3 separate regions of the Gossypium hirsutum genome follow, and regions 1 and 2 are each linked to region 3. The links are chromatin contacts, called in public Hi-C maps. All regions are on one chromosome and are shown on one strand. The core of a region is the stretch at or near the end of the contact, and the rest is flanking DNA. Distances in the headings are between cores, read along the strand shown.

Region 1 (2,884 bases), core at 287-2,786, 190 kb after region 3:
TTGTTTAACTCGATTCAAACGCTAACACCACTTTAGTATCTGGCCCTTTAATTCTATTAATGTTTCAATAACAAAGAACACTTATAAAATGGAAACGCCCCAAAACAAAAGGTGAAGAAAGAAGAAGACAGGAAGCTTGAAGATGATAAATTGTGGAAACTTTGTACAATGAAGCAATCGGTAAGAAAATTGTATAAAAATTGTTTAATGAGAAGAAAATATAAGAAAATCTGGCAAAATCAACACTACTATATTGACGGGATAAAATAAATAGATAGCTACGTGGCAAGTTGTGATTTTGGCTGAAAAAAATTCTAATGAGTCTAACAGTTGGGGTAAAATGGGTAACAGCTTAATAGTTTAGGTACCAATTTTAACCCAAAAAAGGTTTTAAGTACCAATTTGGGAAAACTAGTATAGTTTAGATACCATTTTGTTGTTTAAGCCTAAGAAAAATGTTTTTGAAAAGTGTTCTTTGTTAATTTTTTGTGTTCTCCATTACTGTGAAAATTTGTGGTTGAAGGTCAAAATATCTTTTTTAGACATGATAATGGAAAATTAGAAATTAGTCATGTTATATAATTTTTAAATAATTTAATATAATGGTATATAAAGTATAAATTTTAAATATCTTTTAATTAATTAATATAAATTATTTATAAAGTGCATGATACATAGAATATTTCAAAAACTTAAATATAATAATATATTATATTTAAAAATAATTTAATATAATGATATATAAAATATAATTTAATTTAATTTTTTTATACTTTTAAAATATAAATAAGCATATATTGTTGTTGTTGATTGAATTAAAAAAAAAATTCAAAGTAGTATAGGAAGATCATCTTCATCATTAGATTTTTTTCTTTCCCTGTTTTCTTTCTTTATTATATTTCTTAGTAAATTTCTAATTTTTTTTCATTTCTTTATTGAGTAAAATCATTCAATTTTCATTAAAAATTCCATTTTTTATACTCTTTTTTTTTATTATCTCAATACATAAAGACAGCACTTCTGTTTTTTTTTAATAAAATATTTCAGTTCAACATTATTTGTTTAATAAATTTATATACTAATTACATTATGTTGATATTATGTTATATTTTTATATCCTATCATATTTTTAAATTGTGTACCTAAAATTAGCCTCTTATACATATTGATATTATTGAGGGACAATCTACACACTACCACTACTAAACTACCATAAAGTGCTAGCCGTCCCCTTTTTTGGGATTGGGTGTGAACCCTTGGCCAATCAAAGCAGGGTTATACTGAGAAGCTAATGTTGTAGGGTACTGGGGTGGGACCATTACCCTGTTCCTTTCAAGCAGTTCACGCTGTTAATGTTTATCTCCAGGAGACTTCCACGGTTTCGCACACTGATCTTATGATATATATGTATATAAGGGAATGCAAATGTACTGAGTGTTCCTCACCCTTCACTCAACTGCTCCATTGAATTTGTTTTTTTTCTGTGTTTTCCACACAGAAGAAGCAAAACAAAGGAAGAATACAAAATTGGGTACAATGTTGAAAGAGTTACCTTCTTTGTCTACTATTCTCTCCGCTTATGCTTCTATTTCAGCCATGGCTATGTTAATCCGAACCATCTTAAATGAAATGCTCCCTGAAAGGATGACAAACTACATCTTCTCTATGATTTACGACTTTACTTCTGCTTACTTCTCATCCGACTTTACCTTCATAATCGAAAACCGATGGCACGCTGGCGATAACCAATTGTTTCGAGCTGCGGAGATCTACTTGCCCACCATAATTGGACCCTCCAGCGATAGCCTTCTCGTAGGTTTCGATGAGTCCAGTGATCCCACCACACCACCAAAACGTAGCATCCCTGTTGATTGCAGGATCAAGGATGATTTTGATGGCATGCGCTTGGAATGGACTTTATCTTCTATTGAACCCAAAAAGTACTACGTCCCTACTAAGAGATTCTTCAGCTTGACCTGCAACAAAAGGGATAGAGAAAGAGTTGAGCAAAGGTACTTTCCTTATATTAACAGAACTGCACAAGAAATTCTGAACAAGAGTGACAGCCTCAGCATTTACACTTATGATCAAGAATGTTCTATGTGGGAGCCGACCGCTTTCAAGCACCCGTCAACATTTGAGACCTTGGCAATGGAGCCCCAGCTTAAGGAATTCATAATGAAGGATCTTGATTCATTCATGGAACGCAAGGAGTTCTTCGAGAACGTTGGCAGGGCTTGGAAACGAGGGTACCTTTTGTATGGTCCACCTGGGACAGGAAAATCATCACTGATTGCTGCAGTTGCGAATTACATGAGATACAATGTATATGATCTTCAGTTTCAAGGCGTTAGAAACGATTACGATCTCAGACGCATACTCACATCCACCACAAACCGCTCCATTCTTCTCATCGAAGACATAGATTGCATCACAACAGCATCACATGATCGAACCAAGGTCATTGAAAAATGTGAAGCAGAAGAAGATGAAGATGAGAACAAACGTCCCTTCTCTATCAACTATCGGGTAATTCATTTGTTTCTCTCCTTATCTTGGTTTGATTGACGTTGAAACAAGTTTCTGAAGTCACTAAGTTAACATAATTTTGTAGGTAACACTATCAGGCTTACTCAACTTCATTGATGGATTGTGGTCGAGCTGTGGGAATGAAAGAATCATAATCATTACCACAAATCATAAAGAAGAGTTGGATCCAGCGCTGCTACGGCCGGGGCGAATGGATGTGCATATTTACATGGGATATTGTAGTCCAGCAGGATTCAGAAAACTTGCAGCTTCATATCTTGGGATCAAAGATGACAAACTGCTGAAGTGGCACAACAACTGATGATCAGTGATGAACCCAAAGTTGCACTCCAAG
Region 2 (3,219 bases), core at 492-2,991, 240 kb after region 3:
CACAACATTCTAAATCCAGAACCAGCATTGAGGATGAACATTCGGTTCAAAGTCTGCAAGAACAGCAAAAAGTTGCACATCTCGAATCCATCATCTACTGTTAAAAGTCAAAACTTGGCTATCAAGAAAATTGGTACCTCTGGATAATTGTCACCATCAACCTTCTGAAGAAGAGTGATGAGTTCTCTAGCAGCTTTGGTGAAGCTCTTAAGACCCTGTGTCATTAAGCCAGAGGACATTCTCATATACAACGATGTATACATACATATATATAGTCAGAATACATGAGTTATAATTTTGAAATTTAAGATTTGGATGATTAGACTTGGTGTTATTATTCCAGTTACCACTCCTTGCACGTCCAAGAGGGTTGTGCTTTGGTCAATGTGCTTCTTGGCAGCAATAGAGCAAGATGGAAACTTAATTTTGAAGGTCTTCTCAAACTCCCCTACATGGTATTTGAGATAGCGATCCATGGTGGTGACTTGCATGAGCTTGGTAGCATCTACTAGGCCTATTCTCTCTATATACACCGGTCGTCCATCCTTATCTACTCCATGGTACCCTTGGGGATAATATTTCAAAACCTCTTCTCTCTCCTTGAATTCAAAGTCCTTAAACAAAATAGCAAGAAATGGAATGGAACTCAGCCAGAGAGACATTTTGAGGGGCAATTTCCATAAACAAATAGCACAATTATATGTTCTCTGGAGATGATTATACCTCTAAAATCGTGTCGGTACCAAATTCCTTCCTCCATTTGAGCATATCACCCCACATTTGCTTTGTTTTCTCAATGTCAAATCTTCTAGCCTTCAAGAATCTGCATTATCAAAGGGGTATACGTTTAGAGGTTAACAAGTATATGACAAATCCAAACTCAGCAGCAGCTATATGCATATATATATATATGTACAATGCTAAAGATGAAACAGGATAGAACCTTACCTGAGCAACGTGTGATAATCATCGTGTTTTTCAGGCAGCATATCCTCGGCTATAAGCGCCTGACGCAGGGTCTCGACGGACTGCATCTCCTCCGTGTCACGCTCATCGTCGATTTCAACAGATATTACTTTACTGCTCCTCATTTTCCTTGAATTCCGGAATCTATTGGAGGCTGTTTTCTTGAATGAACCCCTTCTGTTTTTTTCTTCCTCCGAAGCATCCATTTCTGCATTAAATATAGTGACAATTATACGAAGCCAGAAAAATTCATGCAAATGAAACATCCAACACTACAACAATAACAGGCATAGAATAAGAAGAGGACCTGGGTTAACGTCAGCCATGATGAGGGGCTATGGATTCCTTATAGGTGAGAAAACAGTAAAAGGCAGGCGAATCAAGCACACGTATATATATTTATGGTTCCTCCAAATGCCTGCACATAATATAGTGGTTTAATATGGCCGCCACAGGTTTGGAAGATTAAAAGAGAAACACTGCAACTTAAAGTAAGAGAAAGAATGTACCTCTGCAAACTGGGAAGGAGGATTGGAGGGATGTAAGAGAAAGAGAGCTAATTTTCTTTCTTTCTATAGGTATTTTTAGAGTCCTTCGAAAATGGCGGAGAGACAGACAATGAGGCAGACAAGACATTACCAATCAAAACCCGATATTTTTTTTAATGTATTTTTATGTTAATGTTTGTAGGAAAAGAAGAAATGGGTCAGTTTTCTTTCTTTATTTATCATTTGCTTTTTCTTTGACCAAGTCTCAACTTATCAATGGCTTTGAATACGAAATGCAAGGCCTATCCATTCAAATTTATTGTGAAGTATCTTTTTCCTTTTCCCACTTGATAACAAAAACAAACGGTCGATCCTCATACCAGGCTTTGCATGTATCGAATTTTGGTTTTGGCTTTGAATGTTATGGTCATTGATTAATAAGGACCAAACCTGTTATTTCATCATGGTCTTGTTGAATCATTGAATCCCCATGTCCGCGTGCTTTTTAACAACCATTGTTAATGGCAATTCAAGGAAGGTGGTAAGGGTACAACGCATCGATAAAGGTAGGTCAAATAAGTATCATAAACCATGATGATCACATGATAATCAAGATATAACATAAAGATTAATGATGACGAAGGGTGGGGCCTTCCTTAAAACTTGTACAAGTACTAAGATTTAATCGATTCATGTAGCTTATTTAATTGAATTGCCTCCCAGGCAAAATCATTCACAAATGAATGCTAAGAACTAGCTGCTAATTACTGTAATATTGTGATACATGAAACCACCTTCATATGACCTTGAATATATAACCAGGCAAATACTACAACCATACATTAATAACCATTATGATAATAAAAAGTGAAAGATAACTGCTTAAGGAGTATCATATAGTGAATAGTCCGTCCCTCAAGCTTCCATATCTTTTACAATATGATTCGAACTTCAAACTCACAAAACCGTGCCATGAAAGACGAGTTTCAGCGCTACATCAAGATACTTTGTAAATTTACTAGTGCGCTTGCATTAACATGTTCATATTTAATTCTGGGTCTTGAGATAAGGAACCAAATATTAGTTGACAGTCATGTCGCCATTTCTTTAGTCAGAACCGGAGTCTTGATTCAAAGAAGATCTCACTGTCTTGCGCTTACTCTCATCGTAAACATCGTCTTCGTCATCTTCATCATTTTTCTTCTCACTAACTATACCTGTGAAATGATATGTGGTTTAAGAAGCTGCTACAAGATATATAAAAGTGCAACTTCAATAAGAATCATTACCTTTCTTTATCAGTACAACCTCAAGTGTCCTAGTAACAAAATCATCTTTCCCTCCAAGATCTTGAAACCCGACCAACCTATCTACTGCAATCCCTTTTCTGCCCAAAAATTGCAATTCTTTAAGTAGATGCTTATGATGAAAGGGAAATTGTTGTCTTCTAACTTTAATACTTGATGCCAAAACTAAACGCAAAAAATTATTAGAATGCTGACAAACTCAGTTTAGTTCTCTGAGTATAAGAAGAATATAGAGAGCTAATTAATGAACATCACAATTATGACACATAAATCTTCTTTTTCAGCATAATATGAACTCTGTTTTATTTCTGTACATTTCTCCTTTAAGGCAAAAAAAGTCAAATGGCATAAGAGGTGGCTAACCTGAAAATTATAACACAAGGCATAGTTTTGACTGCAAGTTTGGTAACAAAGAAAGGTGCATTCTGCCACAAAGGGGAAAATAAAATCAGAATTTT
Region 3 (3,197 bases), core at 347-2,846:
GATTTATTCGAATTATTAAAGTTGTTTAAATTAAAAAATTAATTCAATTTGAAATTGAAATTCGAAAAAGAAATTCAAGTTGATTCAATTAACTCAAATAATTAAAACTTTTTTTCAATTTTTTCGAGTCGAATCGAATTTTGCTCACTCTTATTTAAATTGATACCTATGTTTAGTTTCTATCATACAAAATAGTACTTGAAACTAAAGGTGTTACCTTTATCTATGTAATCCAACGAATATTTAACGTGTAATCCAACGAATATTTAAGATGTGATGTCATCATCAAAAATAAAAAAATTAGTAAAATTTTTTTATATTATAAAGATAATATTTATATTTATAAAAATTATCATATTATCTAAAAAATTACAAATTTTAAAAATTAATAAAAAATAGATTTCATTAACTTATTTCTGAAAAATTAATTTACTCTTTTAAAAAAGTATACAACATTTTTTTCAAAAGGATGCGTGTTTAGATACCAAATACTAATTTCAGATTGGGATGCCACATTCGCATGCGTGTCCGATTTCATGTTTTGTAAAGAAAATATTCTATGTTTTTAATTTTGGACAATAATTTTTAAAAAATATATACTCAGAAGAGGTTATAATTTCAATTTAAATCTTGAGTTGAAGATAAATACATATGAGTTTTTTTTTTTGTTTGAACTATGTAATTAAAGGTAAATATGTAATTTTAAACAAAAACCTTTTAAATTTAATTGATTTTGATTTTTCAATAAAAAATATATTTGATTTTTATAATTTATATTTTTTATATATATTTTAATTTATTTTAGATTTTTAATAAATTTTAGATAATGATATCTTTGTGACATTATCATTTGCCAAGTGTCAAATATAGAATTTTTGGGTGCCAATTAGTTATTAGAAACAACATGAAAAGTTAAATAGCCTTAGTCTTAAGTATTATTTTGTATAACAGAAATGAAACAAATATCAATTTTAAGAAAAAAATATATACGTATCAAAATAAATATTTGTGCAAAACTTATATATATATATAAAAGGATGTAATTCACTAAGATGTTGTGTTGAGTATATAATTTATAACGGAATATTTTTTTTGGGGGGTGATTTTAGTACTTTCCAAGTGTTTTTTTTTATATACACAAACCCATATCTCAAAGTTAGGACACAGAAAAAGCATTCACCAAGGAAATTAATTAGTCGAAAAGCCTAAAACAAAGGAAAATTTGGCATTACCCCACTCATCTTTCTCACAATGTTGATGTTAGATTGAAGCCAAAAATCATATATCCGGCATAGTTGGACGGATTTTACTAACAACGGTCTTTAAAATATTGTGCCTTTTAGTTCTTTTTAATCTTTTACCACATGGCTGACACATTAAATGGGAAAAAATTGTCAACAAGTTCATCATTGGTTTTTCACATGAGCCCTAATTAAGAATCATGTGATCCCAAATTTGATTCAATAGGGCCGATGTTACAGTTAGTAGTTACATGTCTTTTACCTTTTGCCTTTGCAAACCCATATACCTTCACAGCCAAGACTTCCTCGTCATCATATATATATTAAGGGTCACTTTTTGAGCACGTCATGATCCAAGCATGACAGTCTTTGTGTTCTTTTTTTCTCTCCAATATATATGTTATGCTTTGAAGGCGGGGACCTCGATGTTGCCAGCTTTACTTATATATTTTGGGTTTTCGTGGCCCATAAATCTCACTTTCTTAAGGCCTTAATTCTTCTCTTCATCAACACTAATTTTCTTTTGTGTTCCCTCAACTTTTGTTTTTGTTATTGTCAAAGTTTATATATATTGGATTCCTTTTCCTTTTTGCACTTTTATCGGTTATGGCGGGCCATTGCTCTTCATTTTCTTTAACGGTAAAAAAGATGGCGCCAGCGCCAATTTCTCTTAACCTGAGGGTATGGGTGCTTTTCTTCACTTTTAATATAAATTAAGGTTAATATGCTATTTGGTACATGTGTTCAGTTTTTATATTCAATTTAGTATTTAAGTGTTTTTTTTTATCTCAAGTTGGTATCTAAGTTTGGTTACAATGCGTCCTTTGGTACTTTAGTTATTTATTTATTTATTATTATCCTACATTAATTTGGCTTAAATATTTAATCCCCCAATTATGTACCTATACTTTTTTAAGTAGAGGATACAGATCAAACATTTACTGAGTTACGTAATGTTATTTGGTCTAGATACTAAATTCAAGTATGAAATAATAATGATAAGCTTTAGTGGAGTCGTTATCAAAATCGATACCTACATACATAAATTCATTGGTTTGGATGTTAGTGTTTTTGATTTTGAATTTCTCCAAACATAAACTTTTTCGACCATCTTTTCTTGATTCTTAATCTCGAATATGTTTGAAGGTTTTGATAGGTTAGGTTGTAGTTGCATTTACAATTAAACCGGTGAAGGGGTAAAGTGGGTTGAAGATGAAGGAGCTAAAATTCTGCAAACTCAGCAACAAAGAGAAACTTTAAGGAACCAACCAACAGACAACTGTATTCAACATCCTTGTCTCTCACATCATTGCATTCAACTTTCATTTTATCCTGTTTAATTTCACACGTCACTCTCTTTCAAAGAAAATAAAAAACTTGAAATGGTCTGGTTGGTTCAGATCAGATCAACCTAATCCCAAACCAATCTAACACAACCAAGTTCATTGTATTTACTGAAAAGGCCTCTAGTCAAAGCTGGGTCAAGTGGGCTCTTAGTTGGAAAATTAAAGAAAAACGAAAGGGCCTCAATGTCAAAGCTTCAGCCCAATTTCTTCGTCTCTTTTCTTCTTCGCCAACCCTGTTTTACAAGCTTGCTGCCTCCACTCTGCTCAAAAAAACAACCCCTTCCTCTTCTCTTGTCCTTTAAACGTAACAATTTCATGATCTAGAAAATGGGATTTGGGGCTTTAAGAAGTATCGTTCGACCACTATGTCGGACTCTCCTATCCCAGGCTTCCCCTGCTTCTGGAACTATGTCGACTCTCCCCTCTTATTTGTGCCCAAAACCCTGTTTGAATTCCCTTTTGTGTGGGTCTATTTACCGCCAATCTCCATGGATCGCGATGTCCAATCAGTTGCATAGCTTAACTGATACTCGTTTCCCAAAGAGAAGGCCTCAAGACAAGCCACGCCGAAAAAGAGCCAGCTTGAGACCACCTGGTACCTCACTTAACA

What was found. Hi-C and Micro-C count contacts between places; a contact is called where the count stands out from the background.
Region 1: a contact with region 3 is called in a Hi-C map of hypocotyl, with 2.3 times the contacts expected there. The contact joins the promoter of LOC107896637 here to the promoter of LOC107896782 in region 3. A contact is called at or near these places in 5 of 34 Hi-C or Micro-C datasets (callus, hypocotyl and leaf).
Region 2: a Hi-C map of leaf shows a contact between it and region 3, with 2.4 times the contacts expected there. The contact joins the promoter of LOC107901226 here to the promoter of LOC107896782 in region 3. A contact is called at or near these places in 2 of 34 Hi-C or Micro-C datasets (leaf and seedling).

What each region holds. Positions count from the first base shown.
Region 1 is chrA11:26,336,003-26,338,886 of Gossypium_hirsutum_v2.1, forward strand. LOC107896637 (AAA-ATPase At1g43910) reads left to right here and starts at 1,537. Exons shown (of 1, transcript XM_041081491.1): 1 at 1,537-2,679. The coding sequence starts at 1,537. The coding sequence ends at 2,568. It overlaps LOC107896629, which reads right to left. Exons shown (of 6, transcript XM_041081496.1): 5 at 2,080-2,884; 6 at 1,427-1,976. The coding sequence ends at 2,814.
Region 2 is chrA11:26,385,265-26,388,483 of Gossypium_hirsutum_v2.1, forward strand. It overlaps LOC107901226 (phosphatidylinositol/phosphatidylcholine transfer protein SFH12), which reads right to left and starts at 1,742. Exons shown (of 15, transcript XM_016827149.2): 1 at 1,476-1,742; 2 at 1,274-1,384; 3 at 949-1,174; 4 at 724-823; 5 at 348-614; 6 at 138-215; 7 at 1-53. The coding sequence starts at 1,292. It also overlaps the pseudogene LOC107959872.
Region 3 is chrA11:26,149,032-26,152,228 of Gossypium_hirsutum_v2.1, forward strand. It overlaps LOC107896782, which reads left to right and starts at 1,597. Exons shown (of 4, transcript XM_041081486.1): 1 at 1,597-1,922; 2 at 2,388-3,182. The coding sequence starts at 2,915.